Linked DNA regions of Hordeum vulgare: regions 1 and 2 are each linked to region 3. A link is a contact called in public Hi-C data. All regions are on one chromosome and are shown on one strand. Each heading gives the region's core, a stretch centred on a gene start, on an enhancer-like site or on the middle of the called end of the contact. The rest is flanking DNA. Distances are from core to core; before and after follow the strand shown.

What was found. A called contact is a pair of places that touch in the nucleus more often than the background predicts.
Region 1: a contact with region 3 is called in a Hi-C map of leaf, with 2.7 times the contacts expected there. The contact joins the enhancer-like site here to the promoter of LOC123436146 in region 3. A contact is called at or near these places in 1 of 6 Hi-C or Micro-C datasets (leaf) and 1 of 1 datasets of contacts at active chromatin or transcription factors (embryo).
Region 2: a contact with region 3 is called in a Hi-C map of leaf, with 4 times the contacts expected there. The contact joins the enhancer-like site here to the promoter of LOC123436146 in region 3. A contact is called at or near these places in 2 of 6 Hi-C or Micro-C datasets (leaf and seedling) and 1 of 1 datasets of contacts at active chromatin or transcription factors (embryo).

Annotation. Positions count from the first base shown.
Region 1 is chr1H:354,508,886-354,512,481 of MorexV3_pseudomolecules_assembly, reverse strand. No RefSeq gene overlaps it. Among protein-coding and RNA genes, the nearest start is that of LOC123399140, 210 kb to the left of the region's middle. Within about 2 kb of position 2,206, at least 2 of the 3 cell types and tissues checked have open chromatin away from gene starts, as enhancers often do. A contact at or near this core is called in leaf, where this site is marked.
Region 2 is chr1H:353,940,915-353,944,405 of MorexV3_pseudomolecules_assembly, reverse strand. No RefSeq gene overlaps it. Among protein-coding and RNA genes, the nearest start is that of LOC123410957, 61 kb to the right of the region's middle. Within about 2 kb of position 1,950, at least 2 of the 3 cell types and tissues checked have open chromatin away from gene starts, as enhancers often do. A contact at or near this core is called in leaf, where this site is marked.
Region 3 is chr1H:354,211,662-354,214,998 of MorexV3_pseudomolecules_assembly, reverse strand. LOC123436146 reads left to right here and starts at 1,779. Exons shown (of 2, transcript XM_045115613.1): 1 at 1,779-2,694; 2 at 3,316-3,337. The coding sequence starts at 2,635.

The DNA.
Region 1 (3,596 bases), core at 957-3,456, 300 kb before region 3:
TCGAAAATCCAAGTCTGGTCTTAGGCTCATTTGCTCCCGCTCACAAAAATAAAAAACAAATACTAAAAAACTCTAAAAAATGTGTGGTAAATATTTTGATGCGTGAGGTCCGTCCCAAATTTCAACTCCCGCGACCCGTTCGAAACACCAAAAATAAAAACCCAGAAACGCCGCTCCCTTAATTTTTGGATTAATTGGCTATTGGGCTTAGTATTTGCATTAGCCAAACCCCAACGACCAGTTCGAAACATCAAAATCTCATTTCTTTTTTCTTTGATTTTGGACCATGCCTTGTTAGAATTGAACAAGAACGTGAGACGGTCCATAGGTGAAAAAGTGGATCATGAAACTCGGGAAATCGAAGGAATGGTAGCGACCAGGGGAGTCGCTAGGATCTATCGATATCTATCGATCAGCCGTACAGTAGTCCAGTCCACACACACACAAATATACTGTCACCCTCTAGATAGAAAATGCCATGACCAAAAAAATACACATAATATTATAAATTTATACAATGCCATGCTATGAAAAATGTGAAAACTGCCATCCTCAAGATAAAAATGTTTCATCTGGATAAGCCCCAATAAAAATTGCCATGTCACTAACATAAAAAAATGGCATCCTCTCAGTATTAAAAATGCCACCCTCTCAATGATAAAATGTCATCCTTGCAAAAAAAGGCATCCTATTATTAATAAAAGTGGCATTCAATTAATAATAAAAACTATCATGGCATTGAAAATAAAAAATGCCAACCTATCAGCATTAAAAATGCCCCCTCTAAATAATAAAAATCACATATCATTGTTAATAAAAGTTCCATCATATTATTAAGAAAATGCCGTGCACGTATTATTAAAAAACTTCCATGATATTGAAAATAAAAATTCCATGCTCTTAATTAATAAAATTGCAAGAAAGTAAAAAAAGTTATGTTTCGGAAAAAAGTCATGGTTTTGATGGAAAATTCCATGTTATGTATAATAAAAAAATTGCACATACATAAACATGATAAAAATGCAATGCTATGTATAATAAAAATGCACATACATACATAGTAAAAAACGACATATTAGGGGACAGACACCTCTAGATAATTTTGTTCTTTATGAAATGAAAAAACAGGACTTACAGACATTTTTCAAAATAAGAAAGAATTAAATGTATGTACATAAACATGTTTGTGCGCAAATTGTTCATCGATCCCGCTCCAGCTGAAGTGGTCAATGAGCAATTTGCTCACTGACAAGGGCAAGAGTTGAAACCCTTGCGGGCACCCATTTTTCAGTGATGTTACCTAGCCGACGTTCGCTAGGAGAAGGGTGGCAAGTGAACGTCAGTTGGTGGCAGTTTTAGTTGCGTAGTTATATCAAACGACGGCAGTTTGAAACGAAAAATGCCTTTCATTCCCTCGGAACTAAAAATGCCACCTAAAACGTTCGCGTATACCACCCTTTCTGACAAACGTTCTGTCAGTTATGGGCGTCCCATTTTTTAAAAAATAAAAAGGTACGTTCGCCAGCATAGTTGGAAATTGGAATAGCGAACGACTGAGGAGATCTGACCTGGCACCTGATTTGCACCAAGATTCGTGCCGTCAAATCCGACGGCAGAAAGGGCGTTCGCTGGTACCTGTCTTCTCACTGATCGTACGCCAGGTAACATTTCCTCGAGGAAATCATCCCGCAATTCACCGTTGATGCAGTGCACAAAAGGATAATCGTGCAGTTGAAAGGTGCAACCCTTCGATGCCGATGCCGATGCCGCCCAGCCCAGCCTGCATGGTGATGGTTGTTGCCGGAAACGGAGGCGTAGGGTCGATCCCCCCCCCCCCCCCCCCCCCCCGGCATGCAACCCTCCGAATTCTGAATCCCAAAAAGCGTCCAAGTCCCCAATGCATACAAGAATGCTCCAGCATTCCCTCTTCCGGTTTGGTCTGATTTATCATCCACAAAAGCAGCTCCGCCTGATTAATTTAACTTATCATCATCATCATCACTTATTCGTACGCTACTTCGGTTACTAATTTATTTGGATTTAGTTCTCCAGCAGAGGAATCTCAGCTGATCAAGCCACTCTGAGTCTCTGATTAGGTAATAATCATCGTCCATGAAACCGAAAGAATAGAATGGCATCTACACCTATCAGTTATCGCGTCGACGCTATAGACAGCCCAACGGTCAGGAAAGATTCCCTGCCTTTCCCTTCACCTTCCCACATCATCGACCCGTGACAGGAATGTGCTTCGGCTAGGCTAGTCACAAGTCACAACACTCTCAAATTCCTCATCGATCACACTACTGCCACTGCCACTGCCACTGACTCGCAAATCAATCTGCTGGTACTACCTGATGAGCGGGCTTGCAGAAGATGAAAAAGGCATTCAGCAAGGAGAGGCCGGCAACTACTGCATTGCATGCTTTGTTGCGTTCCTGCAAAAGTCAAAAGACAGAGACTCCAAGTAAACAATACTATCATATACACCACCATATCCCTGACCTCACGGCAAGGTCACGTATGTACTCCGTATGCGTCTAGTAGTATGATAATACTGCGACAGTACATACTGATGTGTACAGATCACCTATATGTATGTATAATTAAGCCGCAGGTACCTGTAATATACTACTCCCTCCTTTTCTAAATATAAATCATTTTAAAAATTTCGTTAGGGGACTACATACCTAACAAAATAAATAAATCTATACTTTTATATATATATATATATACACATTCGTATATAGTCTTTCTGTGAAACAACTAAAATGATTTATATTTAGAAACGGATGGAATATTCCTGTGTAACTATTAGTGTAAAGAATTTGAAGACCTGGCTTGTTCCAGACTTGTACTCCTAATTCTCTCAAGTTCTTGCAACAGTTTTAATAGATTAAACCGTGCTTTCGTCCTAGTTGCACTCCTTGTTTGGGTCCTTGGTTGTCTATAAGAGCTCACTATTACAGCTGGTTCATTATCGGAAAAGATAAAACAAGAATGAATACACCTCTCGAGGGCCAATTATTGGGGTTGCAGGTTGCGCCCATCGATAAACAAGACGAGGTTATCTCTTGATCCAAAGCAAAGCAGAGGAATACTAGTCCTTGCAGTATTTATTTTCTTATATAAGAGTACTTGTAGTGACCCCCGGCTCCACCGCTTCAACATACCATAACTGGAGGCACTACAAAGTCTGCTGCTCAAAGTTCAACCGAAAAGAGAAAATTACGTGGATCAAACAATAAGATCGCGACCACCAGCTGCACAAGAACAAATGATCATCGACGTTCCAGTGTCGCGGGTTTGCGGCGAAGCAGGAGATGAGCCAGCTCACTTCAGCAAACATCACAGCAACGATCGATCCCATGACCCAAGAAGGGGAACACCCAGCTGCATAAAGAAACATCAGCCTGAGGCCACACCGCCACAGTAGAAAAGGACGGTCTCGAGCTAGCTTTCTTTTGGAAAAGCTGGTTAAAACCCCTGCCTCTATATCAATTGATGTATATAACTATATTTATTAATTACTATTTAACAAAGGAATTATAAAAACGTAGGTCAGATCATCTGAAGCCATCACTTACACCTACAAACTC
Region 2 (3,491 bases), core at 701-3,200, 270 kb after region 3:
TGGATCTATTTAGATCGAGGGTAATTTGTCTTCGTTGGTGTGGTTACACGTTTAATCTTTGCAATCTATAACTATCTTCATCGATGATGTTTGCTGCTCTGATGCGTTGGCTTTTGGGGTCATACACGATGACTTTTGGGTTGTCTACTATAATAAAGTTTGTCCGGCTTTAGTGACGAACGAACGACGCCGACGCGCCTTGGGCTTTCCTCAGTGTTCTCTATATTGTCATGATTGATGAATAGATTTAAAAATTTCTATCGTACAAAAAATTCATCCCTCATGCTGTAAGTAAACACAACTAAAAAGGCATATCTTGGTGCACGAAGATCTACGCTATAGTATTTCCCATCCTAATTAGGATGCAACATGGACTATCCATAATGCCCATATAAGCGCCCGCAAAAATAGTGTTCGTATACAATCATGAAACTTCAAAACCACGTGATTTCCTATTTAGCTTTGTTTGCAAAAAGGGGTTGCTACACATCGGTTGACGGATCTATAAAAAAAATCAATTGCCTAACGAGCCATCGGATCTGACAAATTTATTTTGCAACATATATTTTGTTGTAAAGACATTTGCAACAGAGATTATGTTACGGGTTTTTATGTAACATGGGAGGCGTTGCCGAATTTGTCTTTGTAATATGGGTCGTGTTGCAGAATTATATTGCAACATGCATCGTATTGCGAGATTTTTTTGCAACATGGATTGTGTTGCAAGATCTAGCCGTTATGTCAATTTGCAATAAGGGGCTAGTTGCATAACCTTTTTTGAAACAATAGATCAATTGCAGAACATGGACATGAATGGATTGCTTCCTGACCATGTGACAAAGCTCATCCAACATATATGAAACGGTGGACGCTCGCATAAAATCGATTGGTTGAAAGTAATCACTTCCCCTGTAAAAAACATTGAGGCAATACTATTTGTGTAACTTGACACACAACCACTGCCTTTGTCTTACGCTTGGCCTATTATGTTTCTTCTTCTTTGTTCACTCCCGTATAACCGTAAACAGGGAGCTCCTATTGGGTGTTGTAGGTGCCCGTTGAAGAAGTAGCGCCTACAGCGTCCAGCAAAAGGCCGCCGCCCATTAAAAAATCGCTCCCATTTGATTTCGCACGTCTTGCTGTTTTTTCGGCTATGTTGTGTTACTCGTTAATGAAAAAGACCGGTTCTGGATTTTTACAATTTTGAATATGTTGTGTAAATAAAAAAATTTAACAGATTTATATATTTTTCTTGAAAAAAAGGGTTCATCAACTTTGATATTATAAAGTCACAAATCTGAACATTTTTTATCAGTTTTGAAAAAAGCTCATTGGATTTAAAAAAAACTTCATTGATTTTAAAAAACATCCATAAATTTTCAAAAAAGGTTAATCGAATATTTTAAAAGTTCATAAATTTTTTAATAAGTTCATCACGTTTGAAAACGGTTCATCGATTTTGAAAATAATTCATCAAATTTGAAAAAAAATCATGAAATTTGAAAATAATTCATCAAATTTTAAAAAGTTCATACAATTTCAGAAAAGTTCATTAAATTTCTAAAAAGTTCAAGAAAATTCAAAAAAACTTCAGCATTTTTAGGAAATGTTAATCAAAATTGAAAAAACGTTCATCAAATTCAAAAAATAAATCATCCACTTGAAAGCAAAAGTTCACATATTTGCAGACAACTCATTGGCCAAGGAAAAAGAAGAAGAAAAAGAAAAGGAAGAATGAATAAAAGGCGTCTAGGTTAACATGTAAACACAACCGAGCTCAATGGCGGGAAGGTTACACCAGCCAACCTTCGACGGGGTTGTTGCCGGTTCGAATGCCACATCTGTGCATTCTTTTTTTTCTGGTATTTATTTAAAAGAAGAAAATCAAAATGGACCCAGCCCAAGTAGCCGCACCCTGCAGGTGCTCGTTTGCAATGATGACATACGCGTCCGATTCCTGTGGAGCGCGCACCCCTCCCCCGCACGCTCTCATGGGCCGACCCATATGCGGGGCGGCAAGCTTATTTGTTTTTTTTCTTCTGTTTTTAGTTTTTTGCTTTTAAAAATAATAATTCCTGGATTGAAAAAGAATCACAGAATGATAAATGCTCACGAATTTAAAACTTCTTGTGATTTTTCGGTTGCAGGTTCGAATGCCACGTCCGTGCGCTCTTTTTTCGGTTTTTATTTAAAAGAAGAAAATCAAAATAGGCCGAGCCCAAGTAGCCATACATGCAGGCGCTCGTTTGTAAACGGGCACATAAGCGTCAAATAGGGATTTCCCCCATGATGACATACACGTCCCATTGTTATTTTTAAAAGATGTACATGTATTAAATAAATGTTCACAATTTAAGAAAAAAACTAAAATCAATCAAAAAGTACTTGGGGAATTCAAAATTGTTCCCAAATTTTATTTTTAACTAAATTCAAAAATGTTCACTAATTCAAACTAATCATGAACTCAAAAAATGTTCGTCAAAAATAATTTGTATTCCGAATTTCCAAAAATATTCTGGAATTGAAGAAAATGTTCACCGGTTCAGTAATTTGTTTCTGATTTTCAAAATAAATGTACGTGATTTAAAAAATCTGGCCTATTCAATTTTTCTAGGGTTCTATTTTTTTCACGAACTAGGTTTTTTTGGTGAATTTGAAAATATTGACATATTAAAAGAAATGATAATGAAATCAAAACCAACGCTCATGTTTTCAAAACAACATTCATGAATTTAAAATATGTTCGCAAATTGAAACAAAGTTAAAATTAAAAATAAATTAAATGTACTTCCCCGTTTCATAATATAAAAACGTTTTAAACACTATGGAATGGAGGAAGTAAAAAATAAGAAAGGAAAATATAAACTAAAAAATAAAAAGGAAAAGTAGAAACGAACAAATAAAAAGGAACAAAAGAAAAATATATAAAAAAGACAAGGAAAACAAATAACCTATTCATTGAAGGTTCTAGAACCGTAAAAAACTTCCTAAAAAAAGAACCGTAAGAACTAGGACTTGAGGGGGGTACACGCACTAAGTTGCTTCGTGACGACCTTTGCGGAGAACAGGAGATCCGAGTAGACCAACTACAGATAGATAGAAGAGAAAAAAAGAAAAGCTCACGAGGAGAGTGGTCTCACTTATTCCCGCAAGGATTCTGCGAAGCGGGAGAGGCGATCTCGCTAACTGCCCACGAGAGGCGAACTATGTTGGTGAATGTTGCATGGAAAATAAAAAAAATTCTACACTCACCAAGATCAATCTAGGAGATGCGCATCTACAAGAGGAGAGATTGAATCTATATACCTTGTAGATCGCTAAGCGGAAGGGTTAAAGAACGTGGTTGATGTAGTGGTACATCTTCGTGATCCAATCACGATCCGTCCCACGAACTCCCGATCAAGCGCCGAACAGACGACACCTCCGCGTTCAGCACACGTACGGCTTGATGACGTCTCTGCCTCCTTGATCGAGCAAACGAGGCCGGAGTG
Region 3 (3,337 bases), core at 530-3,029:
CACCTTCTTTGAAAACCAATCTCTCTTTCTCATCCCTACACACAAATCAGTAGACCTAGCCGCCATCATCAACCGTAAAGAAAGGAAGAAAATAAAACTGGTCGTAACATAAATTTTATTCACATTAATAGCTCATCTATGGCCGCTGGGAACGCGAGAGGGTGAACATTTCTAAGATCAGACGAGATCCACACCCCTGGCGTCGCCCCAGCCCATGGCAGCTCGGGGCGTCCCTCCCCTCCAAAACTTAGGATCCGCCTCCCCGTCCACCCCTTCCCTTGAGTCGCTGTCGAAGGATGCCGCCGGGCGAAGCCCGTGCGGCTGACGACGATGGCGGGGACCTTCTCGCGGCATCTCTGGAGCGGAGGGTGACAACTCCAGACGAGGTCCTGCGGTGTCGCGTGGCGCGACTGCTCAGACATGCGGCCGCGGGGCTCGGCGAGCAACAATTGGTTCCGTGGTGGTCGGGCTCGGCAGCCTGCGTTGCTCCGTGCGGGCGCGGTGTGCTGCGTTGTGGATCCAGGTGGGCTCGCAACGGCGGCCGGATATGTGGTGGTCGGGCTCGGTAGGCTGCACTCCTCTAGGGCAGCGGTGTGCCATGGTTGCGGGACCGGTGACATGGTGCATGCGGGGTAGACATATATGACGTGTGCGTCTTCGACGACGACGCTCCGATCTGTCCGCCGTGGGGGCGAGTCTAGAGTGACTTGGCTCCGAGGGCTTGATTTGGTTGTCTCCTCCCCTCCGTCGTTGGCGGCGATCTCGATCAGGAGTACACCCAGTGTAAGGCGGTCCTAGGTTTCTTTTCGCGTCAAGATGGTGTTCTAGTAGATGTCGTCATCCATTGACTTGTCCATTGATGAGTTCCGGAAGGCTCCGTTGGAGATCTCCATTGGATGCTTGTTCCTTGTAGATTGGTGGATTGAATGGGATTCGGTCGTGTGCGCCCTCATCTCAGCCTATGTGGCTTCATGTGGGCGTGATCCGAAGCTTTGTTTTTTTGACATCATGGAACATGTCGGTATTTCGATTTTCATGGTGAAGATAGTGACGGAGAATGTCATGCGGCTGGGATCTGAGGCTTATTAATGGTGGACCGAGTCTTCGAGGCCATGAAGACTTTGTTTGATGTTTCGTGACTCGTAGCAACAACATTGGCAAGTGGGGGCATAACACATGAGGAGTATAGAGTCTGTTCTTTCAGGATAAAAATCTAAGGTCCGACTTTAATTGGTTGTGTGTGGCAATGATTTTGTTGAAGGTATTGTTTTGAAAGCGTGGATTTCTTCAGGGTGAAAACCTAAGATATATGATCGAACGACGTCGTAGTTTATGCACTATTTCCTTCTTGAAGGTGTCGTTTTCGAAGAATTTGAATTTGAAGTGTTGTCTTGATGATGGTTTGTGTTGCAGCTACTAGTAATTGATCACCGTAGTGGAATCTTTTTTTTTACTTCTTCTTTTAAAAAAATAGATTGTGTGCATCTATAATGTCTTTAGAACATTTTATTATTGCAGGATGTGTATGTACTTCCTCCGTCACGGTTTAGAAGGCATGCTCGGAAATTTTCGGGAACCTAGCTGGTTATTGTTTGGCTATGAGATGAGATAAGAAATATAATTTACACTATGCATGCATATAAAAGTAGTAATTAGCAGCTAGAAGTAAATGCAACACGCCTTAAACCGTGTCTATTATGAAAATGCACGTAAATTTAAATGTGTCTTCTAAACCCTGACGGATGTAGTTGATATCATTATGATATTAATATATTTCAGAAAAACTACGGGGCCGGGTAAACATGGCAAGCACGGACAAAGCGTGAGCGAAACAGAAAATGCCTAGCACTATACTAACACATGCGGGACTAGGCCATTAGGACCACACAGTGCAAGCGTTGCATCTCAAATCAAATCAAGTGGGGTGAAACGTCCGCCCAAGTAGGGGGGAACACGTGCCCAAACCCCCAAGGAATAACGATCCGGGGTGCGCTCCGCCGGGTGCCCCGAGCATTTCGCTTCTTCGCTAATACTGTAGTAATCAGACCAAAACCTGAGGTCACAGAAGAGACGAGGCCTCGTTAATTAATCAGCCCGGCACTTGGCTTTCAGCCCCTGTTATTAATCAAAGGGATGCTCGACAAGGAATTGAAGGCCGCTTTGCGAATAACGCATCGGCCCGCTACTCCTTCTAATTAAGCCGGATTTGATTGATGAATGGATTAATTAAGCCGGGGTTTAGGAAGAGCGGCTACCAGAGAGGGGAGGAGGAAGACGACTTGGTTTGGTTCGGCCTGGGTGGACCGACTGACTTGGGACGATAAGAACGAGACACGCGCACTCGGAGCCGGAGAGAGAGACCCCTCCCATTCCCATTCCCATTCCCCTTCCCATTCCCGTTCCCGTTCCCGTTCCGTCCTACTAAACCCCTCCGTCGTCTACTTCTAGACGGACGCCCAGCACCCGTCCATATATCGCTTCTTCCGCCGCTCCGCCTCCACGCGCACCAACCGCCCGCCCTTCGATTCCCCCGAGGCCCCTGAAGAAGAAGAAGAAGAAGAAGAAGAAGAAGCAGCAGCAGCAAACAAGACCCATTCTTCTGGTTCTTGGTGCGGTGCGGTGCGGCGCGCGGGCATGGCCATCGACCACGAGTCGCCGTTCAAGGAGCTCCGCCTCAAGAACAGGAGGATCATGGTAATAATCGGTTAACCGACCCACCCTCCTCCCCTCTCCCGTAGCTTGTTGTGCTAGCTGCGATGGCGCATCGCCATTCCCCTCCTGCTTGATTGATTGGTGCTAGTGGTGCTGGTTTCTTGCCTCGTGCGCGCGTTTCGTTCTGTTTGGCCCGTGCTAGCTCCTGTCCGTGGTGAGGGGAGGGAGGGAGGAATGAGGGGAACTGGTTGCGTTACTGTTGCATCGGGCGCGCGGGTTGCTGCTGTGCCAGTTCGTGTCCATCCTGCGACGAATGGCGGTCAAACCATTGGTTGATTCTTCTTCTGCGTCTTCCCTCTCCCCCACCACCTAATTAATGGCGGTGTTTCTGTTTTGGTTCCGCGTCGTCGTCTCTCTGCTCCGGCATTTGGATTGGATGCCTTGGAATTTGGTGGAAGTACTGGTCCTAGCCTTCGTGTTTCTGTAGTTTCTTATCTCTGATTGACTGATTGATTGGTGAGGTATGGCTCGCCGTAGATTTCTGGCAATCTTGCCGGCGTTCCGACGAGATCGATTTCTCGCTTGTCAAAGACCCAATGTTTCCATCGCTGAGCATTTCTTGTTGACCTGACCGATCTTTCTTGTGGTGGTTGTTGTGTGCAGGGAGGCGGCGCCCCCGAGCCGG